Linked DNA regions of Pan troglodytes: region 2 is linked to region 1. Evidence: chromatin contacts called from public HiChIP or PLAC-seq data. All regions are on one chromosome and are shown on one strand. The core of a region is the stretch at or near the end of the contact, and the rest is flanking DNA. Distances in the headings are between cores, read along the strand shown. Region 1 holds the start of MARCHF11 (membrane associated ring-CH-type finger 11). Region 2 holds the start of ZNF622 (zinc finger protein 622).

Evidence for each region. HiChIP or PLAC-seq counts read pairs in DNA pulled down with a chosen protein or histone mark.
Region 2: an H3K4me3 HiChIP or PLAC-seq map of stem cell-derived excitatory neurons shows a contact between it and region 1, with 4 times the contacts expected there. The contact joins the promoter of ZNF622 here to the promoter of MARCHF11 in region 1. A contact is called at or near these places in 1 of 7 Hi-C or Micro-C datasets (stem cell-derived neural progenitor cells), 1 of 1 datasets of contacts at active chromatin or transcription factors (stem cell-derived excitatory neurons) and 1 of 1 other capture datasets (stem cell-derived neural stem cells).

What each region holds. Positions count from the first base shown.
Region 1 is chr4:16,820,317-16,827,222 of NHGRI_mPanTro3-v2.0_pri, reverse strand. MARCHF11 (membrane associated ring-CH-type finger 11) reads left to right here and starts at 3,825. Exons shown (of 5, transcript XM_054684181.2): 1 at 3,825-4,600; 2 at 5,751-5,906. The coding sequence starts at 4,052. It overlaps LOC750999 (a long non-coding RNA gene), which reads right to left and starts at 3,894. Exons shown (of 3, transcript XR_680046.5): 1 at 3,808-3,894; 2 at 2,961-3,173. It overlaps LOC104006358 (a long non-coding RNA gene), which reads left to right. Exons shown (of 4, transcript XR_008547879.2): 3 at 2,149-2,197; 4 at 2,902-2,978.
Region 2 is chr4:17,111,355-17,118,260 of NHGRI_mPanTro3-v2.0_pri, reverse strand. It overlaps ZNF622 (zinc finger protein 622), which reads left to right and starts at 4,411. Exons shown (of 6, transcript XM_003310632.6): 1 at 4,411-5,718. The coding sequence starts at 5,097.

The DNA.
Region 1 (6,906 bases), core at 2,576-5,075:
TCTTAAAACATTTTGTGGGAGGTTGAAATAAGTATTTTTGGTAGGACTTAGCGAGTATTGAATGGTATTTGTATCTAGAATTTAGGTATTAGTGAGCTTTCAGAGAAGATACTAGGTTCTCAGAGAAAAGCCAGGTTAATATAAGTTGGTGAGGACCAAGGCACCCAATAAGGAAGGAGAGAGGACTGGCCGGCTGACTTAGATTTGGAAGCCCATATGAGTGGAAGAACCAGCAGTTACCAAAAACAATGAGAGAATCAGGAGGCAAAGCTAGAAAGACTGGCAGAAAAATGGTACCAAACTTAAGGGTAGAATTGACAAATGCTGGAATTTCTGACATGTCTTTGGTGAACATAAAATCAAGGTGATCCAAGACATCGACCTCACTTACACAGGGCAACAAATGACTAATTAACACCATTAGGTGAGCAAAATACACACAATATATCCATATATAATGTCGAGCAGTAAGGTGAGATGAAAAAGAGTAAAACTGGGAAAATGAGAGTGGGAAATTCTATATCAGATGGAAAATTTATGGAAGGTCTTTTTTTTTTTTTTTTGAAATGAGGTCTTGCTCTTGTCACCCAGGCTGGAGTGCAATGGTGCAATCTCTGCTCACTGCAACCTCCATCTCCCGGGTTCAAGTGATTCTCCCACCTCAGCCTCCCTAGTAGCTGGGATTACAGGTGCCCACCACCACACCCGGCTGATTTTTTGTATTTTTAGTAGAGACAGGGTTTCACAATGTTGGCCCATGTTGGCCAGGATGGTCTGGAACTCCTGACCTCAGGTGATCCACCCACCTCGGCCTCCCAATGTGCTGGGATTACAGGCGTGAGCCACCGCACCTGGCCGGAAGGTGTTTTTTATGAAATGCAGAAATCTGCGTGAAGTGAGGGAGTGAGCCACAATAATTGAAGATGGGTAGAGGGGGTGTACTTGGTATATAGCAAGGATGCCAGTGTAGCAGAAATGAGTAGCAAGGAGGGTAGGGTAGGCTGGTGGGGAGAGTATGGAGAGGTCTTTAGAGAGGCAGCCAGAGGCTACACTGGGGACTTGCAGGGGCTGCTAAAATTTTTGGTATTACACTAAGTGTGATGAGAAGCCATTGGCGGGTACTGAGTAGAGGGATGACATGACTAGACTTAACACCAGAATGGGATCATCCTGGCTGGTGTAGGGTGTAAGCTCAAGAATGAGAAGCAGGGAGACAGGAAGTTGTTTTGACAGTTTCGTGCATTATAATGGTGGTTTGAATTGGGATGGTGGGGACGGAGGTGAAAAGGTGTAGTGAAATTTGGTGAATATTTTGAAAGTACATTTGAAAGAAATTTTTGTATACTGAACGTACGATGTGAAGTCAAGGATGACACTTAGGATTTTGGCTTAAACAACTAAATGAATGAACAACTGGTTTACTGGCATCATGAAGATTTGATCATCCTTTCAATATTTGCTCAAATTTGATAAACCTGCATTTCCCCTCATTCATTTTCAGTTGGCAGATGCACCTTGCTACTGATGGCTGTCAGTGGCCACCGGCGCACTGCTCTATCTGATGTCTGTGTCTCCATCTCTCTTCCACTTGGTTGCCAGCAGCTGAGAGGAATTCATCCTTTCTGCATTTCATTATTTTATAATTTTATGACAGAGGATGTAGCCACAGTTAGAAAGAAGGTGTTTTTCCTGGACCCATTGAAAATGCATTGGGTTAACTGAAGATCATGAGCAAGTTTCCCTTCAGGGACTGGTCAGCTTTGGAGGTCATTGAAACTGGGAAGGAATCTTATGTGGCTACCCAATTTAGCAAGCAAACGTATTTTTTTTTATTTTTCAGAAACAATTAACTGAGAGGACACATCTAGCCTTGTGGCCCTTTTCTCCTTTATCCATGCCGCTTCGCTGTCTGAATTATTCTACACCGTTTATACAAAACCCATAGCTTTTATGCTGTCCTTCGAGTACCGATGCACTTTATCACACCTGGTAGAAATTTACTAGTCATAAATGGAATTATTTAGGGGATTCTGTACAAATCTAGACAGTCTTTAACTCGAGAACTTATGAAGAAGGTTTATGATGATCATAAGGCTTATGATTATCTTGACTGTGGCAATACACAAACTTGCATTGTCATTCTGACAGGTGAAGACCAAAAATGAAAGCATATCGACAACCACATTTCTTCAACGTGGTAAGTTCCTGGAGATTATTGTTTTAAAAATGTGCTTGCTGCCTGCCACTCTGCTACCAAAAATAGCCAGTCTGAAGGGGCTAAGTGTTAGAGGACATTCCTGGAAACTAGTTCATCAGAGAACATTTGTGACAAAACATTCTTGAATTATTTTTCACTACCTTCTCTCTCTGGCAAATGAAACCAATTTCTGTCAAAAGAGGTAGGTCTTCTTTAAGAATCAAATATACTTCTTACTGCCAAAACGTGAAATGGAAAAATGAACTTAAGCTAGTAGTTTATCTCAGCCATTACAGAGTATCTAACTATTAATGGGAATCAATGGCGCCAAACACACAATGTACTACAATACTATTTTAGGAGGCAGAAGAAAGGATTGGAAGAAAAAATTATTGGCATTTGAACCAGAAAATCTGGTCAGGGAACACAGAAGTTCTTTGTTAATAGTTCTATAACCTTGAACAAGTTATTTTGCCTTTCTGATCCCGGGTCTTCGGCTATGAAACGCTGCCAAAAATGACTGCTCTGTGTCTTTGTGTCAAAGACTGAAAGCGTCACATCAGTGAAAATTCGGATAGACACACTGCCGCATATAAATCCGGTGCTTTATGATCTCACACTGCACGGATTTGGAAACTACTGCATGTGCACGATTCTCAGCCTAGTTCCCTGCAGGTGAGGGATTTTTTTTTTTTCCCGGAAAGAAAACTGTTAGCTCTGCCCTGAAGATGAGTCCCACAGAGGTTTTGCAGGGTGGAGTTACCGAGAAATTGACTTCGGGGTGAGTAAAACTAAGATCCGGGGAAGGCTGCAGCCACTTTTCCAGGGTAAGGGGCGGTGTCATTTGCTTCCTCATGCGGCGAGGACGAAAGTGATTATAAGCCACAGAACGTGGCGCCAGGGCATAAACCATTTCAGGAGACGAAGCTCTGACCTTCCAGGCACCAAGATCTTTACCAACAACCCGGGATGCTCACTGCAGGAGGGAGCGGGTGAGGAGGACACAGGGATTCGAGGGCGGGACAGACAGGGAGAGGACACAGGTTCCAGAGACTTCTGTTTTAAGGCTCTCGGGGATCCCTGAGAAGGCCCTTGAGGGCTCCAAGCGCGGGGAGCGAGGGCCGGGAAGTGGCGGTTACAGTCCCGGGTCCCGCGCCCTTTCCCGCTCCACTGCTCAGCCAGTTCGGGCGCGCCCAGGGCACCCGCCTCGCGCACCCCTAAGCCCACGCGGGTCTCGGCTCAGACTGTCGCGCCCCACCCGGCCCACGCCACATCCCACCGGCCCATCCAGTAACGGTTTCTGGACCCGCGGCCTCTCCCCTGCCCCCTACTTCCCAGCTCACGAGAGCCGCAGCGCTGCGCCGTTTGGAGAGGGGTCATCCGCCCCGGAACCGACGTGAGCGCGGGGCCGGCCCGTGGAGGCGGCTGAGGGATCCCCCACTTCCAGCCCGCCCGCTCGGAGCCGAACCCCGAGCTCCGTCCCGCTGATCCGCGCCCCCAACCCACCCCGCGCCCGCGCCCGCGCCCGCGCCCCCTCACCCCCGCCGCACCGCTCCTCCCTCCCGCCCCCTCGCTTCTCCGGCCCCCCCTTTCCGCGGCGCGGCTCTCACGCGCAGCCGAATTCGGCGCCGCCTCCATCAGAGCCGAGCCGGCGGCTCCACCGAACGGCCGCGCCTGCCGCCGCCGCAGCTGCTGAACCTTCCGCATCCCCTCCCCGTCCCGCCCCCTAGCCCCAGGCGCCCGGGCCCCCTCCCTCTTTTTCCCCTCTCCCTCCCGCCCCTCCGCGCTCTCTTTCCCTGCAGCCAGAGCCCGGCCCGCCAGCCGGGCCGGCAGGAGGGCGGCGGCGGCACAACCATGAGCTTTGAGGGCGGCCACGGCGGTAGTCGGTGTCGCGGGGCGGAGAGCGGGGACGCCGAGCCTCCCCCGCAACCTCCCCCGCCGCCGCCGCCGCCGCCGCCGCCGCCGCCGCCGCCGGGAGAGCCGGCCCCGGTCCCCGCGGCCCCGCGCTACCTGCCGCCGCTGCCCGCGTCCCCCGAGACCCCCGAGCGCGCCGCGGGGCCAAGCGAGCCGCTAGGGGAGGTGGCCCCGCGGTGCAGGGGAGCGGACGAGCTGCCGCCTCCGCCGCTGCCCCTGCAGCCCGCCGGCCAGGAAGTGGCGGCGGCCGGCGACTCCGGGGAAGGTCCGAGGCGCCTCCCGGCGGCGGCAGCAGCGAAAGGCGGCCCCGGGGAGTCTGAGGCCGGCGCGGGCGGCGAGGGCGAGCGGCGGGGCGCCGGAGACCAGCCCGAGACGCGCTCGGTGTGCAGCAGCCGCAGCAGCAGCAGTGGCGGCGGCGACCAGCGCGCTGGGCACCAGCACCGGCACCACCAGCCCATCTGCAAGATCTGCTTCCAGGGCGCGGAGCAGGTAAGGCCCGGCGAGACCCCGAGGCAGCCGGTGGCGGCTCCAGCTCGCGCCGGTCAAGCTTTCAGCACCACGGACAGCGCACGCATACCTCCCAGTTTGCCTCCAGTGAGGCTCCTCTGGTTCTGCCCTGTGAGCGCTGGCTCCAATATGCCTTCCCCTTTCCCTTCCCGTGAAGGCAAATAAAAATGTCCCAGTGGTGAATACTGGGTTTAATTTCATCTACACTTTCTTTTTCCTTCCTGGCTTAGGAGCTACATGTTCCTCAGGTGCTTTAGTGATAATGCCAAAAGCGGCTTTTGTGAATTATTCGATGGATTTTGGTTTATGCTTAGAAGCAAACCTGTCAGATGTAAGGTGAAGTCCGTTTTCTACAGATGTATCTTGAGACAGATGTCATATCACAACCAGAAAGGGCAGAGTCTTTCCTTACTGCAAATTTGGGTGACTTAATCTCACGGATGTGAAAAGCATGTGATACAAGAGAAATAGGAATGGACTTTGAAAGAAAGGCTATTATGCCAACAATTTATATTTTGTCAGCAACACAATTCTAAAATTATAAACACCATTGTAGGTGCATGCAAACTTATATGAGAGTAATCATGCAGAGGAAATGATAGCATATGTCCCTTACAAATGTGTGGTCTGAGAAAAGATTAGGTGTAATGTTTTTAAACGTAAGGAAATAGCATAAGAATATACAAGCTTTCAGGAATATAGTGCCCTAAGTCAATATTTATGATGCTACATTTAGAAAAAAAAGCATAATGCCGCTTTCTGGGATGCCATGCATTTCTTCTTTAGCAATGATTAAGAATAACTGCAGAGGAAATGCATCTGACCATCCACTTAAAAGTTATTAAAGAGATTTAATAGTACAGCTTGCCCCCACGGGTATTGGGAGCTATATCTTGCAGACATTTTGTATGTTGGTAGAACATTTATGTCATAACTCTAAGCAATATCTTTGAAATAGTTTTAAGACTTAGTTTCATTCCCATGAGAGGTATAAAATTTTAATTTCATTTCCTAGGATAGAGCCTGATGCTGTATCCTGAGTAAATGGCTTTGGAAGAAAAGAAAGGAAGCATTAGGTTTTTAAAATAGAGACACAGACACAAATATTCACACTGAGCTGTTTTCTTTTTAGGGTGAGTTGTTGAACCCCTGCCGATGTGATGGGTCAGTTCGGTATACACATCAGCTGTGCCTGCTAAAGTGGATCAGTGAGAGAGGTTCCTGGACCTGTGAACTTTGCTGTTATAGATACCATGTTATAGCCATTAAAATGAAACAACCTTGCCAGGTAAGCAGTTTCAACATTTATTTTTCCTGAAATAATTTTGTTAACATGAATGCACTTAAGCTTAGTTATTACTAAGGATATTTACTTATGCTACTTAAAAACATTTTGTGAAAATTACACTAAAACCAAGATTTAGAATTTGTAAACATATGTTTTTGAGAAAGCCATGACATTTTATCTGAGAAACTCAAAAGACATTTTAATCGAATGGTTTCCTTTATGAATTTTTTACTTATTGATAAAATGATACCAGTCTTTTTTCTAAAAAGGCAAGTTGGTAAAATGACTTGTACCACACTTAAATCAATTTTATTCATTAGAAATGTTACACAATTGATTTTATTAATATTTTGTTAACTTAAGCAATTAAGCTCTAATGGGCTCCATTTATGGAGAACAGATACAAGTAAAACAAAACTTCACTGGTATGAAAACTTTGGTTGAACCTATTAGTTCTAATCTGAATGTTATTTCCATTTAACCAGGCTTTCTTTGTCATGTGATGTTCTTTCGCAGTTAAATTTTGGCTGATTTTCTTCTTTGCTGTGTTCAACTACATAGTGGATGCAGAAGTATTCCCAACAGTTACTCTCAATAATACTACTGAACTAGTATTCTTACATATTCTTAAACTTTTTGTGTATAATCACATAATAACATAATACACATAAATCTACAAATGCCCTGGAAAATAGGCCTAAAATTTATCGTGAAACAGATTCAGGTTCTTTGAACAGACAGGTAGAATATAAAATATTAAGAATGACATCTTAAGGAAAAGCAGAATAATGTGTAATTAATGTTATCTGGTAGGCTGAAGTTAAGTAGACATAAAAGAATAGGGTTCAAAACAGAGACAAAGGAGTAATAGAAATAAAAAGAATAGGGAATTGCAAAGTTGGGAGGGGGAAAAGTAATAAATTCTCGTGTTCCTTGTTGCTATCTAAATCACCCAATTTGGTTTTTATTCAGCAATGTAATATAGGTGGAACTACCAGTG
Region 2 (6,906 bases), core at 3,162-5,661, 290 kb before region 1:
CCCTCATGACTCTACAGTTAAGTGGTATTAAGAACATTTTGCCAAAGAACAGGGTAGATAAATTGTCCAAGGTCACATAGCTAGTCAGGGAAAAAGCCAGCCTGACCCCAAAGCCTATTCTCTTTCTAATGTATCATACTAGTATATTGGTTTTGCTTTTTGATACATTAACAGCGATCATAATTTTAAATAGTTTAACAGAATTTCACTAAGTATTAAATACTGATTTTATTTTAGTTTTTTTCTTTTTTCAAAGACTGCAGAAACCAGTTGATCTATACTGTTTTAAATGCTGTGTAAACAGGCTTTGCTGTAAATTTCAATTCCTTATTAAATTAAGACAAGACTTTGCATATGTAGACAGCCAAAACAATTGGGGATTGAAAATCTCTCACAGGACTTAACGTTTTCATAAACACAGAATTCACAGAAACTGTAAACCATGTGATAAGTGTACATTAATTTTTATATTTCAGTATTTGTTACCCCCACCAAAGGTTACCCTCAACCAACCCAATCCCCTTCATAGCCTTCCTTTTAAAAACCAAGGTGCCACTGCGATATAGGAATGTGAACAGCAGTAAACTTGTCACAGAGAATATTGTGATCAGCATACAAAATGACTTGAAGGCAACTTTATTAGCTTTTATTTTAAATTATGTAATTATCAAGGATGAATATCCCAAAGTCTTCCAAGACTGAAACAAGAACCATGTTACTGTGTGTACTGTCACTGTTACAGTGTGCACCATAACTCTAGTAGTTTAAGAATTACGTGAACTATTTTAAGGGCTATGTCATGACATACAGAAGGAATTCTAATTTTCAATACTTTCAAATTAATTTTCTTTGTCATAGATGGTTGTATTAGTCCATCCTCACATTGCTATAAAGAAATACCTGAGACTGGGTAATTTATATGAGATTTAATTGGTTCAGGGTTCTGCAGGCTGTACAGAAGCATGGTGGCCTCTGCTTCTGGAGAGACCTCAGGGAGCTTTTACTCAAGGCAGAAGGCAAAGTGGGCGCAGGCAGTTCACATGCCAAAATCAGAGGCAAGAGAGAGCAAGGCGGGAGGTGATACACACTTTTAAACAACCACACCTTGAGAGAACTCACTGTCGCTGGAACAGCACCAAGGGGATGGTGCTGAGAAATTCACACCCATGATCCAATCACTCCCACCAGGCCCTGCTTCCAACACTGGGATTACATTTTGACCTGAGATATAAGTGGGGACAACATCCAAACTATATCAGTGATCTTAGTTTAAATTCTTCAGAGTGATCAATTTCGTAATTTTTTTTGATAGCAGTACTGTCAGCAGAGGTTAGACACATTAAGAGTGCTGAGGATGTGCTGCAGAGATTTTACTCAACAGTCCCTTGCATTTACCAAGGAGGTATTGGCTGTAGACCTACTCTTTTTTTTTTCCTCCAATTAGTTCCAGATACTGCTGCTGGATTTACTCAAGGCCCACTTCTATTCCTGGTGCCATACAAGCTGAAACATTTTGTGACTCTCCATCAAATGAAGCATGAACAGTAAACACAACAATCCAAGTCTTTTGCCAATGATATCGTGGCTCTCTCTAGTCTCATTTTCCCTTGTTTGTATCCTAAGCTTCATCCAACATAGACACACTCTTCTTAAATATGTCCTTGATTTTCCTCCCTCCACAGTATTTCTTCAACCTGTTCCACCTCCCTTTCCACTTGCAGAGTCCTCAGTCTTCTCCTTTAGGACCCATCTGAAATGTCTACTCCTTAATGAAAACTTTTCTGATCTCTCTAATGGCATGAGATTTCTCTATCCTAAATACTCATTAGCCCTTTCTTTATATTTCATTGTACTAGATCCAGCTATTTAACTGTAAATATTTTTTTATCATCCCTAAGAAGTAAAAAAAAAAAAAAAAAAAAAACAAACTTCGTGAGGGTAGGAATGCCTTAATTTAGAACCAGTAGAATATTACAAAAAATACGTAGCATGTGGGAGAGACTATGGGAGATACGAAAGCCAGGAAAGGAAAGATACAAATGGAATTTAAACTTTATCTTATGGGCATCAGACAACTATTCTTGAACAGAAAAAGTGACATATGAAAAAAATACTACAGGAAAATTACTGATTACCTGTATTTACTGTAGAGGGGGGTACGGGGAAAGAGTAAGGTTATCTTGGAGACTGCAGAAGAACAGTACATTGGAAAATTAGTATGGCGGAGGAAACAACACCCCTTTAAAGAAGAAAAGTAAAGAAACTGGAGAGTTCAATGATGCTGAAATAGGAGGAACATGAAAATAGATTAGAGGAGGCAGGGAGGAAATAGTGACCTGAAGAACAGATGCTGGAAGAGCCATATAAGAATGATAATAGGCAAAAGTAAAACCAGAAGTTCTTTACTTTTATAGCCATCTTCTGCTTTACTTTTTAGGAAAGCTTGAAAATATACTCTGCTTTGCTTATTCCAGTTAACAACTAATACTAGCTACATTTCTCAAAGTGAGTATCCAGATGGCTCAGCTATTTTAAAAGATACTGATAATCTCAAAATAAGTTTTCAGAAATAAAAATCACCATCTGACTTAACTTTTGCACTGCAAAAGATTCGTTTAACAAATACTGAACAGTTGATCTGCCGGCACTGTTCTAGCATTAGGGTATACAACAAAGGAGTGCTTGCTGTCATGGAGCTTATGTTCTATCTAGACGCAGATGACTAACATGCAGTGTGACTAGACATCCTGGTTTGCCCAGGATTGAGGGATTTCCTGGGATGCAGGACTTCCAGTGCTAAGCCTGGGAAATCAGTGACAACAAATGCTAGTGGTAGCTGATCTCCCAATGATCCCCTAAAACCACCCTGCCCCCAACTTCCCACTTCCTGGTATTCATGCCCTTATGTTAACCCTTCTCACATTAAATAGGGCTGACCTGCAAAAGTAACAACACATTGTGGAAACGACTGTGTGACTTCCAATGCTAGGTCTATGAATTTCATGTGGCTCTCTGCTGCACTCAAGCAGCCCTATGGAGAGGCCTACTTGTCAAGGAACCAAAACCTCTTGCTATCAGCTATGTAAATGAACCATCTTTAAGGGAGACTCTCCAGCCACAGTCAAATACAGTCAGATTTTCAGATGATTTTAGCCCTGGACAGCATGTTCACTGCAACCTCTTAGGAGATCTTAGTCAGAACCACCCAGCTGAGTCACTCAAATACCTGACATACAGAAACTGAAATAAAGCTTGATGCTAAATTTGGGGGTAATTTAATACAGAGTAGTAGATAACTAATACAGTACTGGAGAAAAGTTATGCCTGGTAAGGACTTAGGAAGGTAGGCACTATTTTTGGTAAGTGGATTTGGATAAGCCTCTCTTACAAAGGCATTTGGGCAGAGATCCAAAAAATAAGGAAGCAAGCCAGCAAAAGGATGTTCCAAGCAGAAGAGTAATGGATTTCTGACTTAGTATCAACTAAAGTGCTTGTTAGAAGAACATCAAATGTGTCATTGCGACTCAAGTAGGGTGAGCAGGGTAGAGAAGGGGGTGTGGCAGGACATCAGAGGGAGGGGTAGAGCCTCGCAGAATAAAAAGTAAGGTGTCTGAATTTGATTGAGTCAAGGGAAGGCACTGGAAGGTTTTTTAAAGCGCCATCTTCTTTTGGTTTTCTCTTGGCAGCCTGGATTCCGAGCATGCAACATTCGACTCTAACAAGGCTGACTCTGGTTCAACCAGGCTGTGTGGATGAAATCTACGACCTCCCCAAGCATTTGAAGTTCATGTTTTCTTTTTCTTTTGAGATGGAATCTTGCTCTGTTGCCCAGGCTGGAGTGCAGTGGCGCGATCTCGGCTCACCACAACCTCCGCCTCCCGGGTTCAAGCGATTCTCCTGCCTCAACCTCCCAAGTAGCTGGGATTACAGGTCTGCGCCACTGCGCCGGGACTAATTTTTGTATTTTTTAGCAGAGACTGGGTTTCGCCATGTTGGCCAGGCTGGTCTTGAACCCCTGACCTCAGATGATCCGCCCGCCTCGGCCTCGCAAAGTGCTGGGATTACGGGCGTGAGCCACCGCGCCTGGCCTGAAGTTCTTTTCTACAGAACTTTGCTGTCCTATATACATGAGGGTACACAGCCAACTGGGCACCTGGCACGGGTCTAGTCCAAATTGAGATAGGCTGTTAACTCTAAAACACACACTGGATTTCCAAGACTTAGAACCAACGACAGAGCGTAAAAGATCTAATTAGTTCTTTTAGACTGATTACATCCTGAAATGACAGGATGGGCTAAATTAAACACATTAAAAGCAGTTTCACCGATTTCTCTTTACTCTTTAAAAATGTGGCTGCTATTAGAATTACCTACGTGCCTTGGACTGTGTGTCTACAGGGAGCTCCTCTCGCGCACTCTTGTGCACTCAAATTCCGCCGGTGTCCTCCGCCGGAAGGGCCGCCTCAGAAAGGCCGAGCCCCCGGCCTGGCTTCTCCGGTTTCCCGGGAAAGCGTTGCAACCACGGGCGAGGGCTCCGAGGTCGGCCCCGAGGGGTAAGGGCAGCCCTTGCCTTCGCGACATCCATTCACCCGGCTCCGCAGGTGCAGCGCGCGGTCCTCAGAGAAACCCCGACCCTCGCGTCGCTGACCCGACCATTCATTAATCGGGGGCTTCCCAGGGCCCAGGAGCAGCCTCGGGCGCCCCACTCCCCCATTCTCGCGTAGCCGTCCCCTTGACCGCGTCACACCGAGTGGCACAACCACCAGGGAAGGTAACTGGGAGGGCGCGACCTCCCTCAATCAACAGCCACCTCGGGCTGACTGAGCGGACCCAGGTCCCGTTCAGCCACAGCGTTCCCTCGGCTTCCTGGGCCTCACGGCGGCGGAGGCGTGGCCACAGCCTGAGAGGCGGGTTTCCTGTCCAGTTGTGAATAACTTCCGACGTGTGCCGGAAGTTTCCTCAGTGACAATCAGGAAGTCGGCGTGTCGAGTGGCTTTTCCTGGCTGCTGAGGCGGGTTAAGGTCTGAGGGTCTTGTGGGGCCAGGGCGCTGATCACCAGGTGTTTGGCTTGGTCAGCTCTTATTTCTCGCCTGGCAATGGCGACGTACACCTGCATAACATGCCGGGTGGCGTTCCGCGACGCGGACATGCAGCGGGCCCACTATAAGACGGACTGGCACCGCTACAACCTGCGGCGGAAGGTGGCCAGCATGGCCCCAGTGACCGCCGAGGGCTTCCAGGAGCGAGTGCGGGCGCAGCGGGCCGTCGCGGAGGAGGAGAGCAAGGGCTCGGCCACCTACTGCACCGTTTGCAGTAAGAAGTTTGCCTCTTTCAACGCCTACGAGAACCACCTCAAGTCCCGGCGTCACGTTGAGCTGGAGAAGAAGGCCGTGCAGGCAGTGAATCGGAAAGTGGAGATGATGAATGAAAAGAACTTGGAGAAAGGACTGGGCGTGGACAGTGTGGACAAGGATGCCATGAACGCGGCCATCCAGCAGGCCATCAAGGCCCAGCCGTCCATGTCTCCCAAGAAGGCGCCCCCAGCGCCTGCAAAGGAGGCCAGGAATGTCGTGGCCGTGGGTACTGGTGGCCGTGGGACCCGCGACCGAGACCCGAGTGAGAAACCACCCCGGCTCCAGTGGTTTGAACAGCAGGCGAAGAAGTTGGCAAAGCAGCAGGAGGACAGCGAGGAGGAGGAAGAGGACCCGGATGGAGACGGTGATGGCCCTGTCTGGGCGGGGAGGGTAAAGAGGAACTTGGCCCACCCTTAGGTTTCCAGATTTATACTCGAGATGGGTGTGTGTGTGTGTGTTTGAGAGCTTTTAAGTAAAAATGATGAGGGAAGGTGGTTTAGACGCTTTCTGAAGTGCCTTATCTGGCCAGCAGGTTTGGCTGTTTAGTTCACTCAATTCATTCTCCAAGGCCTGAAACCTTGTCTGGAAAAAGAAGTGCTTAATGCATATTTGGAGAATGAATTGATGCCTTCTGTGTTTTGGATGAAGAGGCTTTTAACATATGCACAGGAGGACATGCTATCGTCATACCAGCTGCCGTGTAATTTGCGATTCTAGTGGGTTTCCAGTTATGATGGTTTTGCACTTAATTTAGTTGAGTAAAACAGAATGAGGGGATCAAAACCAACTCAGCCAGAAATTTGGAGCTGGAGCCAGCAGCCTCACCTCTTTGCCTTTATGAGCTATTTATTCCTTACTTCCCTCATCCCACATCCTATTAACAGTGCTGGTGTAGGTGTTCATGTCTTAGTCTGTTCGCTCTGCTATAACGAAGTACTAGAGACTGGGTAATTTATGAACAACATAAATGTATTTTCCCATAGTTCTGGAAATTGGGAAGTCCAAAATCAAGGTGCTGGCAGAGTCAGTGTTTGGTGAGGGCCTGTTCTATAGATGAAGTTTTCTCATGGTATCATCATATTGTGGAAGAAGCAGAAGGCAAAAAAGGGGCTAGCCAGTTCCCTTGCACTAATCCATTCATTCGGGATTAGTGCTTGCCTAACCTAATCACCCACTAAAGGCCCCACCTCTTAATGCCATTTCACTGATGATTAAGTTTCAACATTTGAATTTTGGGAGGGAAACATGCATTCAAACCATAGCCGTTCATAGAGCACCCTACCAGCACATACACACACCCCATAGTACTTTTGTGAAATAGTAGATAGAGGCATTGTTTTAGAAGTTTATAAAAATATTCAGGCAGATAGGAGACTTCCTAACTATATGTTCAGCACTGGGCTAGGTGCTGTAAGGCATAGGAAAGAAACAAACAAAAGACTCCTGTTTCCTGGAAAAGAAAGACTAAGGAATTTCACGGCCATTCAGATGAGTCTGTGGTAAACAAATAGCTAAAATTGAGATCTTGAAAGAGGAGTTGTCCTTGGGAGTT